Linked DNA regions of Zea mays: all the other regions are linked to region 3. A link is a contact called in public Hi-C data. All regions are on one chromosome and are shown on one strand. The core of a region is the stretch at or near the end of the contact, and the rest is flanking DNA. Distances in the headings are between cores, read along the strand shown. Region 1 has its middle 210 kb from the start of LOC100282373. Region 2 has its middle 130 kb from the start of LOC100281883. Region 3 holds the start of LOC100281883 (CONSTANS-like protein CO8).

Region 1 (3,833 bases), core at 397-2,896, 250 kb after region 3:
GGGTCGCTTTGCCAAGTGCTATGACCATGGCACTCGGCAAAGAAGGCAACCTGGGAACCGGTAAAGCCATCTTTGCCGAGTGCTGACCATGGCACTCGGCAAAGAAGGAAACCTGGGAACCGGCGAAGACATCTTTGCCGAGTGCTGTTGCCCAGGCACTCGGCAAAGATACTGGCAAAGGGGCCCACTGGAGGGTTCTTTGTCGAGTGCCAGTCCACCAGACACTCGGCAAAGAAGCCTCCTTTGCCGAGTGCCTACTAGAGCTCTCGGCACAGGGACTGGCGGTGGGGCCCACTGGATCAGTCTTTGCCGAGGGCCTCTCGAGCAAACACTCGGCAAAATTGACCTCTTTGTCGAGTGTCACAGAAGGCACTCGGCAAAGGATCCGTCACCGTCACTTGGCGCCGTGACGGTGACTTTTCTTTGCCGAGTGCCAAATGGCACTCGGCAAAGTCTTTGTCGAGTGCCCGACAAAAAGTACTCGGCAAAGAGGCTGTTGCCGATGTATAGTTCGCCGAGCGTTTTTTGCCGAGTGTTACACGCGGCAAAGCATTTGCCGAGTGTAAAATAGCCTTTGCCGTGTGTCTCAGACACATGGCAAAGGAGCTGATTCCGGTAGTGTGGCCCCTGGCGGCAAGCTGGCGGAGCAGCGCCCTCCTCATGACTCAGTACTCCTCTCCGGCCAACCCTTGGTGCAAAAGAAAGAGCATGTGATGGTGATCACTAGCTGCGTGATTGGTTGGCTTCTCTACTCATGCACTTGAACCCGCGGAGTCTCAAAGCATGGTTTGTTTGGTTTCCGTATCTCCTCAAACAGGCTACATGCATGCAAGCCGTACGCCGTAGCCAGGCTCCGCGCGAACAGCCGGCGGGAGCATCTCCCCCCATGCAGGCTCACTGCACGCTTAAGCACAGAAATCCAGATATTTTTATTTTACTTTTTTATTTATATCTTCCAATTAAAATATTTAATCACTGAATCCATTTAATATTTGTATTCCTCCGATTTTTGTGAACAAAACTAAATCACTCATGATAAATATGTAAAGATTTATTTATACACCCTTCACTAATACACATTTCAGTGCAACCAACCAAACATCTGCACGAGTCTATACACACAACTAAACAAAAGTGTTTGCACGAACTCATCTTGGTTCTACTAATACTAACTAAACTCGTACGGACCTGGCTCGACTTCTACGGTAACCAATCACATAGTATGAGATGATTCTTACCTGCGATGACCTCCGCCCACGATATCCCATGGATCCGCGGCGGTGGGTTGCTCCAACGAGCAATTTTAGGCTCCCCGATTCCCCTACACGCCCAAATCCGACGTGGGCACGCCCGTTGCACCGGAGACTCTCCCATGCAACTTGCTGAGGACGTATTGTCGCTCGAGCGGCATATCGATGGCAGCGGCCACCCTCTCCCCCTTTCTATTCTAACGGCAGCAAACTCTCTCTCAGCGTAGGCGTAGCTATTGCCATGGATCAACGTGAGTGCGACGCCCGCTATTTATTCATAGGGAAGACCATCAAATCGTAACAACTTTTTTTTTCTGAATCCTGTCGGATAACAACGACCCGCAGTCACGTCCGGCTCTGTTTGTGCTCGTGATTAATTCCGTTCGAGGTGACGGGGGGTCCATGTGACAGCGGCACATGGGAATGAGTCCACGCCCGCGCGTGTGATGGCAGAGACATTGGCAATTTTGCCGTTATGATTTATGGGCTTCGCCAGTATACTATCGGACCACAAATCATAGACACAGATGGTCCCATCAGTCATAGATACGGAATGGCATAATAATAGAAAACCAAAATTGAGAGTGACACAAATTTCTTTACGATGGCGAGCCTCTGGCGATAGGCCCACCGATCAGCACCGAATTGCCCATGAGCGTGCACAAATAGAGAATGTGTGCACGCGATAGTGCAGCTAACCTATGGGGCCCGCGCGACAACGTGTTTGCACAAGGTTTCCCGGGCTGACGTGCGTCAGCGTTTCAGAAAAGAAAAGACTAAGGGCTTGTTCGGTTCTACCCCAATCCATATGGATTGAGAGGGATTGAGGGGGTTTCAATCCCTAGTAAGTCAAAATCTCCCCTAATCCGTAGCAATCACCTCCAATCCATATGGATTCAAAATAACCGAACAAGCCCTAAGGAGGGATGGGTCGACGGTGGAGGGAAAAGAAAGTGGGCCGGGAAAGGATTTGGCCCAACCGATGGGTTCTTCTTTTTTCTTTTTTCTATTTGAGAATTCAATTCAAGTTCAATTTCGAGTCTTCAAATTCTAAACCCAGTTTGCATTGCAAACTTTTAATTGGATGCACAAGCAAAACCTTCATCATGAGATGCAAGGTTTATTATTTTATATACATTAATTTCTTTATCCATTTATGTAAATGCTTCTAGATATATAATAAAAGAATATTTATTTTAGGAAATAATTTCTAATGTATAACCTTCACAAAGATATGCTTTAGCTTAAATCCTTTAGAGAGTACTTATAATTCAACAAAAGGGATAACTAATTTCATATAGGGATCCTTCCACATCCAAGGCAAAGTTTGTCGCGAGCAACGACGACGATCTAACGGTTCAGTTATTTCATCAAACACACAGAGTGCGGGAAAAGCGAGGCCTCACCAAGGATCGACGACGATCCAAGGCAAAGTTTAGTTTGGATTTCTGAGTAAGTAATAATTTGTTCCATTTTGAAAATTTTGCCTCTTTGTTTGTGCCAAAAATTAAAATTGCTTCAGTATAAGTCTATGTTCATGTCTTAGATTATGCAAATCGAGCACATTTCGAATTTCAAATTTGCATTTGTATAACGGTTCAGTTATAACTTGGCATTACATTTCAGTTATAAAAACATAAATCAATTCAGAAAGGGTGTAATTGGATTGACTTTCGAATTTACATTTGTTTCATTATATAAATTTTTAATAGGCACAAGATTTTGGCATTTCTCGAGACCAAATAATCCTGAATCGGTGAAACAAATAGAAATAATCTTAATAAACATAGATTGACGTGATCGAGAAATCATTATCTTCACCGACGATCTGTGATGAGATCCAATCTCATGGCTTAACAAGAGGCAAACACCTGGGGTGTTACAGTCTTCCCCCTTAAAACAATCTCGTCCTGAGATTTGAGCGAAGACTTTTAAGGGTAGAGAAGCATGTAACGTCCATACTTGTTGTAGATGCCAAATCATGAGATGTTATCTGATGAAATATGGAAGTTAGATTTGGATAATACATCATGATACTTCGAGAAGAATACAGAGATCGATTTGAGGAAAATGTCCATGAAAGATAACACATCGGTGTGATCGCATAACGGATCATGACTATTAACCACGATGCCAACGCATGCCGAGCAGCTCAACCTTGTGTGTGCACCCATAGGAGGCTCTCGGTTTCGTCGCGGCACCATCAGTTCTTTAGTCATAATACCATCCAAACATAACCAATGAGAAATCCACATGGCACAGATAGATGAAGCCCTTGAGAGTATGGCTTGGAAAAATAAGAACATGACATGAGTTGAAACATAGATTTGTTGGCAAAAAGAGCAACACATGAGATTTTTTCTTCAACTCTACGTACTCTTTTATGATCACCATGGAGAGAAATCAGTCGATGATTAGCATGAGGTCGTATATGGGGAGGAAAGCTACCATGAGATCGATATTGATAAACTTACAGAGACATGAAAGAACCAAAAACAACAAAAAAAAATCCATGGAACCAATTAGATATGTCGTTTATAGATACATTTGTTAAAACGACGTCATGATCCTCGGAGAAAGAGT
Region 2 (3,874 bases), core at 707-3,206, 130 kb after region 3:
CAGCTTGGGTCCTGTGATTGAGGATGTACATACTATGGAATGTACGGTAAGCAGTACGCGACAATGTACAGAACACTTCCTTCGGTTGAGAGGGTTGAGATGTTGTCGAAGCAATCTCTTTCTGCTTGTTAATGGTGTGATGGCAAGTTCTTGTAGTGTGGCCCTTACCTTCACCACAAAATTGGTAGAACAATTTCCTTGGAGGTGCGTTGGACTTGCCACTGAAGCTTGGTCTCCCTGTTCTCCTCTCGGGGCTAGCGGACGAAACGTGCCATGAGAATGCTGCTGCTGAGAGCTTGCTTATTGTTGGCCTGATTGACCCTGAGATTGGGTCGCCTTTTCTTCACCTTGCATCGGGTCGTGAATGCTTCGGGCATTCCTTGGGTGAAATCTTCCCCCAAAGCCCCTAGCGAGTTCAGTATATATGTTTAACTCCTCCCTTGTTTGGCAAAAGTCATTGTCAACTTTTATGTACTCATCATCTTTTGTAGTAACTTCTCAAAAGAATGTAGAGGTTTCCTTGCAAAATGTTGAGCTACTGGTCCTGTCCTGAGCCCCTTGACCTTGGCTTCAATGGCGATGTCATCTTGGACCGCTGGCGCCTAGGCCCGAAGACGAAGGAACCTTCAGACGAATGATTGAAGGTATTTGTTTGGATCTTGGGTGCACTAGAACAAAGCTTGTGCAGTAACGGGCTTTGACTGAAAACCCTAGAAGTTAGTGAGAAGCATTTCTTTTAGCTTTTTCCATGAAGTGATAGTTCTTGGCCGAAGAGATGAGTACCAAGTCTGGGCCACATTTCTGATCGCCATGAGAAAGGATTTTGCCATGAGTGCTGAGTTGTCACCCTATGAAGATATGGTAGCTTCGTAACTCACGAGGAACTGCTTCGGGTTAGATAGGCCATCATACATTGGCAATATAAGAGGTTTGTACATTGGTGGCCAAGGTGCTGCTTGCAGCTCTGGTGTCAGTGGTGAAGCTTCGTCACAAAGGAAACTCTTGGTAGTTGAATGGCTCATGATGAAAATTGTCATGGTTACGACCATCATAGTTTTGGTCCTTGAAGTTGTACTGATCTTGCACTTCAATGTTTCACATCTCTTCAATTGCTTCTTTAATCTTCTTCTAAAGCTCGTATAGACGAAGCACCTTCTCCTTGTGTTTCTCCATTTGCTGGTGGATTGCATCGAGATTGTTGATTTCACAATCAAGCTCCTTGTCTTGCGGTTCCAGACTGATGGCCTTCCTCTTCTGGTTCCTTGCCTTCCTAAGGAGAGCTTCGCCACCTTGGTTAGGATCCAAAGTCATGAGGACAGAGCCAATCACCGTTGTCTTCTTTGGCGACATGATAGGAGTTGTTGTGGTCGGAGTGAGTTCACGGGACCAGCCTTGGAATCCTTTCTCTCTTGCCGCACAAGCCTTGGAATCCTTTCCCTTCGCCGCTTTTCGTCCGAAGTCTTCTCCATGGCGAGGCTAACAGTTTCGGTTTGCGCCTTTGCCGCTTGTATACATGTGAACAAAGCTTTACCTTCGTTGCTTCATCTGAAGGACAGCTTCGCATGTTCTTCATTTTGTGCCTGAAACATCTTAGTTTACACCGAAGAAGAGATGTCTTAAGGACCTTCGGCAAAGTAAGCCTCCAACACCTTCTACTGTTTTTACAGTGTTTTGTCTTTATGGATTATAGATGCAACAGTCCGACACAGTTAGCTTTAATCCTAAGCGAACAACTTGTTGGATTGTCGCTGCAGTATCGGAGAATTGTCAGCACACGTGTCCTGTTGTGGATGACATTATCATGAAAGGTATGTTAACCTTTTGGCAAATGATTTAAATCAGGGTCAAGTCGTTAAGTACTGCAAGTGATGTGAGACGATGGTTGAACAGTCGTCCGTGGTGCAACAAACCTTTGCTTTCAGGTGACGTCCCTGCTGATGTCAATTCGTAGGCCTCTTGTCTCATCAGGGCATCATGCGGAGCTGGATTGTGCGATCTATCTTGTTATGGCCAGCCTGTGTACGCCCGGGTCTACATGCAAATCTTTTGCTGCCACCGGAAGGATCAATCATGAAACAAACCGCTCAATCCGCCCCCAAATTGCGATACTAGTCTTTCCAATCCCACTCAGGCTTTATTTAGATACTCTAGTGTTGACCCCAATCCATATGTATTGAGGTGGATTATGGTGTAAATTAGTTTAAGTTACACCACAATCCACCTCAATACATGTGGATTGTGGTCAATACTAGAGTACACAAATTAGACCTCATTTGGGGAAAAAAACTTGTCACGATCCATGAGATTTACGGGTAAAGATCGTTTCGCTCATCATTTTCTACAGACCTATTTATTCTTCATCTCAATGTAAGAGGATACTACATCTAATGTACAGTAGTATCCAAAAACTTCAACAAGCACTTTACAGATAATTGACGGTGGTGTAGAACTTCTGGAGTTAAGACAAATAAGAGAACGGGATTTGCACGCTGACATGCAATTGCAAGTAAACGGGCAGCATTGGCTCTATTCTTAACCATCCAGCAAATATCTCATGATGAGATGGAGAGGCTCCTAATGAAGGAAGGCATGCCGACCATAGCATACCGAAAATGACGATCTCCCTTGGAGCAAACAGAAACATCTCACGGCACATCCAGGCTCCGCTTGCCACCATTCAACACCGCACGAGGGGAAAACCCCGTGGGGGAATGGTGGGAGGCGGATATTCACCGACTCGACATAAGAATTTCGTGCTCTTGTAACAAGAAGAGAGTAGACGAGGCAGAGGCGCCAAAGGAAGGCACGCGTCACACCACGACAAAGGCCTAAATGCCAGTGCCAAGCACAACGACACAAGAGACCTACAAGAAAATGATGACGCCAATTTTCCATTACAGCATGACTCCTCCATGATGGCACCAGAGAAGTAGGGGAAGGGGCTCCATGACGACGCCTCCAAGGAGGTCAGTGGTGCCGAGGGCATTGCCGTCATCTGCACAGACTACATCTGGCATGGCTTTCGCCTAGGACCCCCAAACTTCAAACTCCCGGCGAAAAGTGAGGAGGCCTGGGTCATACTCCTCTCAGGGGCCTATAAACGGCGATGACAACCAATGGTGGCGGCACGACCTAGAAGGTGAGGAGGCGACGAGGGCCCGCTGCCCACTATACCGTCCCGGCTAGGGTCAAGCTGTCACTTTCGGACGGCCACGCCGTTGCACGCGCGAGCCATGACGCCGTGAGCCTGCTGCACACGCGGCAAGCTGCAGGTCCGACACCATGAGCGTTGCCGCGTGCTGCACGAGCCGCCGGCAGTGTGCCATGAGTGCCACTGCACAGGCAGCGGTCGAGGCCCAGGCCAACGACGAGGTTGGTGGCCGGATCTGACAGCGCGATGTCATGACCGTGTGTCAGAGAGGAAGCCGGATAGGGGAACAATAGTGGGGAGAGGCGAGAGGCTAGCACCCGACGAATCGAGCAAGAGAGGGGACGGGTAGGTCGGTGCGCGGTAGGACCGGTTGGAAGGAAGCGTGGCAGCGGGGGATCGGTGCCCATATGATCCAACCGGCGAGACGTGGAGAGGACAATGACACCAATGTCGAGAGAGAGGGGGGAGGGGTTGGTCGCCGCTGCTGCAACCGACAGTGGCGGCCGACAAGGCTAGGGTTTGGGGGCGTTTTTTGGATTAATTGTATACATACAACTCAACTTTTACAAAATTGGATGGCTAGTTCATTTTAATGCCATGGAGTGGCATGAAAATGAACTAGTTTCCAATTTTTCAATTTTTTGAGTGGCATATTTTCAACTAACCTTTTTTTTGTTGGGATGACACTACAACTTCATGTTTGCACTTATGTGTCATGACAAC
Region 3 (3,587 bases), core at 128-2,627:
TATATGCTCCATATATAGATTAACCAAACCCACTTCCTGATTGGCCCATCAAAATCCCCTTTTATTCCGATCATCTAAGAGCTTGCTATGGAAGCATGGATGGCAGATTTCCACCACAACTATATTGTTAGCCCCAGTAAAGCGATGACGATGAGCCAACGCAGAATTTGATAGACAACCCAGTAAAGTTGTATCTTACAAGACACAATAAATCCCCTAGTTCGTTCACCAACTGGTGATGACCCATCGAAATTCCGCGCCATCATTTAAAAATAGCGATGGCGGAATTTCACCACGGATGCTGCTCACATGAATGACGAGACGACACGACACAAACGAGAAGGGCGGTTGCTTAACTTGCTTCAAACTGGGCGAACGCCACCGCCAGAAGCCCAGAAGCGCTGCCCGCTGTGATGCGAGTGTGACCCCTAAATTTTCAAGGCACAAACTTTCTAGAAGCTTGGCACGACCCCGTAGGCCCCGGCGTCCACGAAGAAGCCGTCCCTGGCGTCGTCGGAGAAGGAGAGCCAGAACTTGGCAGCAGCGTCGATGCTGTCCGATGTGCCGGCACCCGAGGAGGAGGAGGAGGAGGTGCCGGCGGCGCGCTTGACAAAGCGGCCCTTGATCCTGGGCCGCGCCTCGGCATAGGCCTTGCGGGACGCGTAGCGGATGGTCTTCTGGAACTTGCGCCTCTCGCGCTTCTCGCGGTACCTCTGCACCCTCGCCTCCCGCTCCGCCGCCGCCGCGGCGACCACGGCGGCGCCCGGGACGACGACAGCGGGCGACCACGTGGCCGTCCATGCGGCGGCGGCCAGACCGGGCTGCGCCCACAGAGGTGCAGCGCCGTGATGGACGACGGGCGCCACGCCGTCCGGCAGGTAGCCGCCGCCGCCCGTGACACAGGCAGCGAAGTCGACGTCGGACAGCAGGTCGAACAGGCCCCTGCCCTCCGCGCCGCTGTCGCCGGTGGTGAAGCTCGCCGACGAGCTCCCGTTCTGGGGGCTTCCCTGCCCCTGCGCAGGCGCCGACGCCCACGACGACGCCGCGTCGATGTCGTCGGGCGCGAAGAGGTCGTCGTCGTACACGCCGGATGCAGCAGTCACCATGGAAAGGGGCACGCGCTCGTGGCGCGACGCCAGCAGGTTCGCAGCGTGCACAGCGGTGTCGCAGGGGCTGCAGAGCGCCGCAGCGTCCGCCGCGCAGTACACCACCGCGGCGCCGCCGCAGACCGCGCACGCGCAGGCGGCTCCCCCAGCCGCTGGGCTTGTGCTGCCTTCGCTTCTTCCCATCTCTCCTTCTAGTTTTTTTTTTCTTCTTCTGGGCTTGCCTCAGCTTTCTTGAGCTTCTTTGTGTTTTGCTTGTGCTTGCGTTTGTGTTTTTGAGTGCGAAATGGCAGTGAAGCTGCTGAGCTGTATTAATAGGGGGAGGGAGATGAAGTGATGAAGCCACCGGGGACGAGCGGGAGGCGGGGAGCTTAGCGCGAAGGTGGAGTTGGTGAATCGGTTAAGTGGACACGTGGAGCTCTAATGGCCGCGAAAACTTTGGCTGAGGACGACCAAGATCGTGTAATTTAGAGGGAATTGGTAGGTGTACTATGGTAGGCACCCTTGTTCCCTTGCCAAACCATCCAGGTCTGCACTTGTTACAGTGTGACCTCTTGACATTAATTTCTGACATGACATATTCCTTCTCTTCTACATTACTTAGAGCAACTACAGTAGTTCTCTAAAATACTCCTTAAATCAATAATTTAGATAGTTAACCTAAAAACTCATCTCCAACAGCTCTCTAAATAAACTTTCTAAATTTAGTCACTTTTCATCTAACCTTATTTCCTACCTACATTTAGCAACCACTTACCAACTCCCGAAACATAAAATCTGGCATACTTCTTTTAGTTGGACGTCTTTTCCACATTCTGAGTCCATGCGTCAGCTGTTGGTGATGCACAATTGCAGCACCTAGTAAGTTAGAGATTAAACAATTAATAATGTAACTGTTGCACATGCACATGTTGAGAATAAACAATTGTGGCAACAAATCAAAAGGACAACACAACTCACCATGTTGGATCAGTTTGCTGACGAGGTCACAATTTTGAGATCGAGTTGCAGAAGGGAGATGAAAACAAAAGGAAAAATGGCTAATCACACTCAAATTGGTGATATGACAAGTTTTAACATATTTAGGAAGTAATATATAGAGAACTGTTGGAGGAGATAAGTTTTTTTGTTTCCTATATTATTTGAGTACTTGCTAAATCTCAAATTTAGGTAGTAGAAATATACATAACTATTGGAGCTGCTCTTATAGGTCATTTGTCTTTGCCCATACGAGAAATTTTACAGTTCTCGGAAGAAGAAAAACTAGAGCTATCTATTTTAATAGATCTAATAGTTTAAAATAAGAAAAAAAAACAGTAACATACGGGCAAAGAACTAGTTCCAGATTTAGTTCGAAAGGTATATATCATAGTACATTCACGGATTCAAGAGCTCCTCATCTCCCATCTTCTCTGTTCTTCGCACACGCCGCCAGCCACCCGATGACACCACGCCGCCGCCGACCAATGCTAGCCCGAGTAGAAATCCGCGTCCCCAACTCGTGCCGTCCAACCATGGACGGTACTGGAGCAGTGGCTGCGGGCTTAGGTTGGGTGGCGGCAGGACATGCATATGCAGCTCCCTATCTCGGTCTCTAAAAGATGTGCGCAGCCCGTTTTTGGTGTCAAATTGGTTTCATTAACTTCGCCATGTGATATTTTTTTCTGAAATACATGCATTTATTGAACTTGAACGAGCCAATATACATATTTTTGTAACAACTCCATCGAAGTTAGAAAGACTTAACTTCGAACAGAAGTCAAGGTGAACTATAATTTAAACTGGATACAGTATAAGGCAAGAGTTACTCCTAGATATCACGTGCGGCATGATGCTTGGATACAATTTGGAATTTTTGAGCATCGTTCCTTTTTTTAGTACCTAGAACTATCTTTACCATGCCAACTAGCCAGTTTATGTCATTTAAGAGTATCAAAATCTCTTTATTACGAAAGCGTTTGAATGCTTTGAAATGTTTGAAATGTACATAATAATAATAATAATAATAATAATAATAATAATAATAATAATAATAATAATAATAATAATAATAATCGTCGGTTAATTCATTTTTTGAACTAGACCACGACAAATAAAAAAGAACGGATCGAGTACGTAGTATTATGAGATACAATTTCATACTTCAGCTTACCTTACGAGGTCTGTTGATCCAGAATCTCAAAATGAGAATGTGCCGTTTGTTAGCATCGATATGTACGGTATGCATGGATAAAAAAAAATTATTCCTTCATGCATCTATATGCTGTCGTTGTACTAGTGCGTGTAAGTAGTGATTTGCTTGCATTGCCCGATAGTCGGGTCGGTCGACAATGAAACCAGCCTGGACTGGAGTGGAGGGAGTGCTTCTGGTCAAACGGTCGAGGGGAGCTGTCCACTACTCCGACTGGTCTGTGGTGACGTGGGACCCGCCAGACCTATAGAAATCGCAGAAATTGATCCTGTCGATGACGTGGCGTGCTCGGA

What was found. Hi-C and Micro-C count contacts between places; a contact is called where the count stands out from the background.
Region 1: a contact with region 3 is called in a Hi-C map of leaf, with 8 times the contacts expected there. The contact joins the enhancer-like site here to the promoter of LOC100281883 in region 3. A contact is called at or near these places in 3 of 25 Hi-C or Micro-C datasets (ear, leaf and tassel).
Region 2: a Hi-C map of leaf shows a contact between it and region 3, with 3 times the contacts expected there. The contact joins the enhancer-like site here to the promoter of LOC100281883 in region 3. A contact is called at or near these places in 2 of 25 Hi-C or Micro-C datasets (ear and leaf).

Annotation. Positions count from the first base shown.
Region 1 is chr10:55,671,900-55,675,732 of Zm-B73-REFERENCE-NAM-5.0, forward strand. No RefSeq gene overlaps it. Among protein-coding and RNA genes, the nearest start is that of LOC100282373, 210 kb to the right of the region's middle. Within about 2 kb of position 1,647, at least 4 of the 20 cell types and tissues checked have an H3K27ac peak or open chromatin away from gene starts, as enhancers often do. A contact at or near this core is called in leaf, where this site is marked.
Region 2 is chr10:55,553,650-55,557,523 of Zm-B73-REFERENCE-NAM-5.0, forward strand. No RefSeq gene overlaps it. Among protein-coding and RNA genes, the nearest start is that of LOC100281883, 130 kb to the left of the region's middle. Within about 2 kb of position 1,957, at least 3 of the 20 cell types and tissues checked have an H3K27ac peak or open chromatin away from gene starts, as enhancers often do. A contact at or near this core is called in leaf, where this site is marked.
Region 3 is chr10:55,423,565-55,427,151 of Zm-B73-REFERENCE-NAM-5.0, forward strand. LOC100281883 (CONSTANS-like protein CO8) reads right to left here and starts at 1,378. Exons shown (of 1, transcript NM_001154803.1): 1 at 1-1,378. The coding sequence starts at 1,289. The coding sequence ends at 453.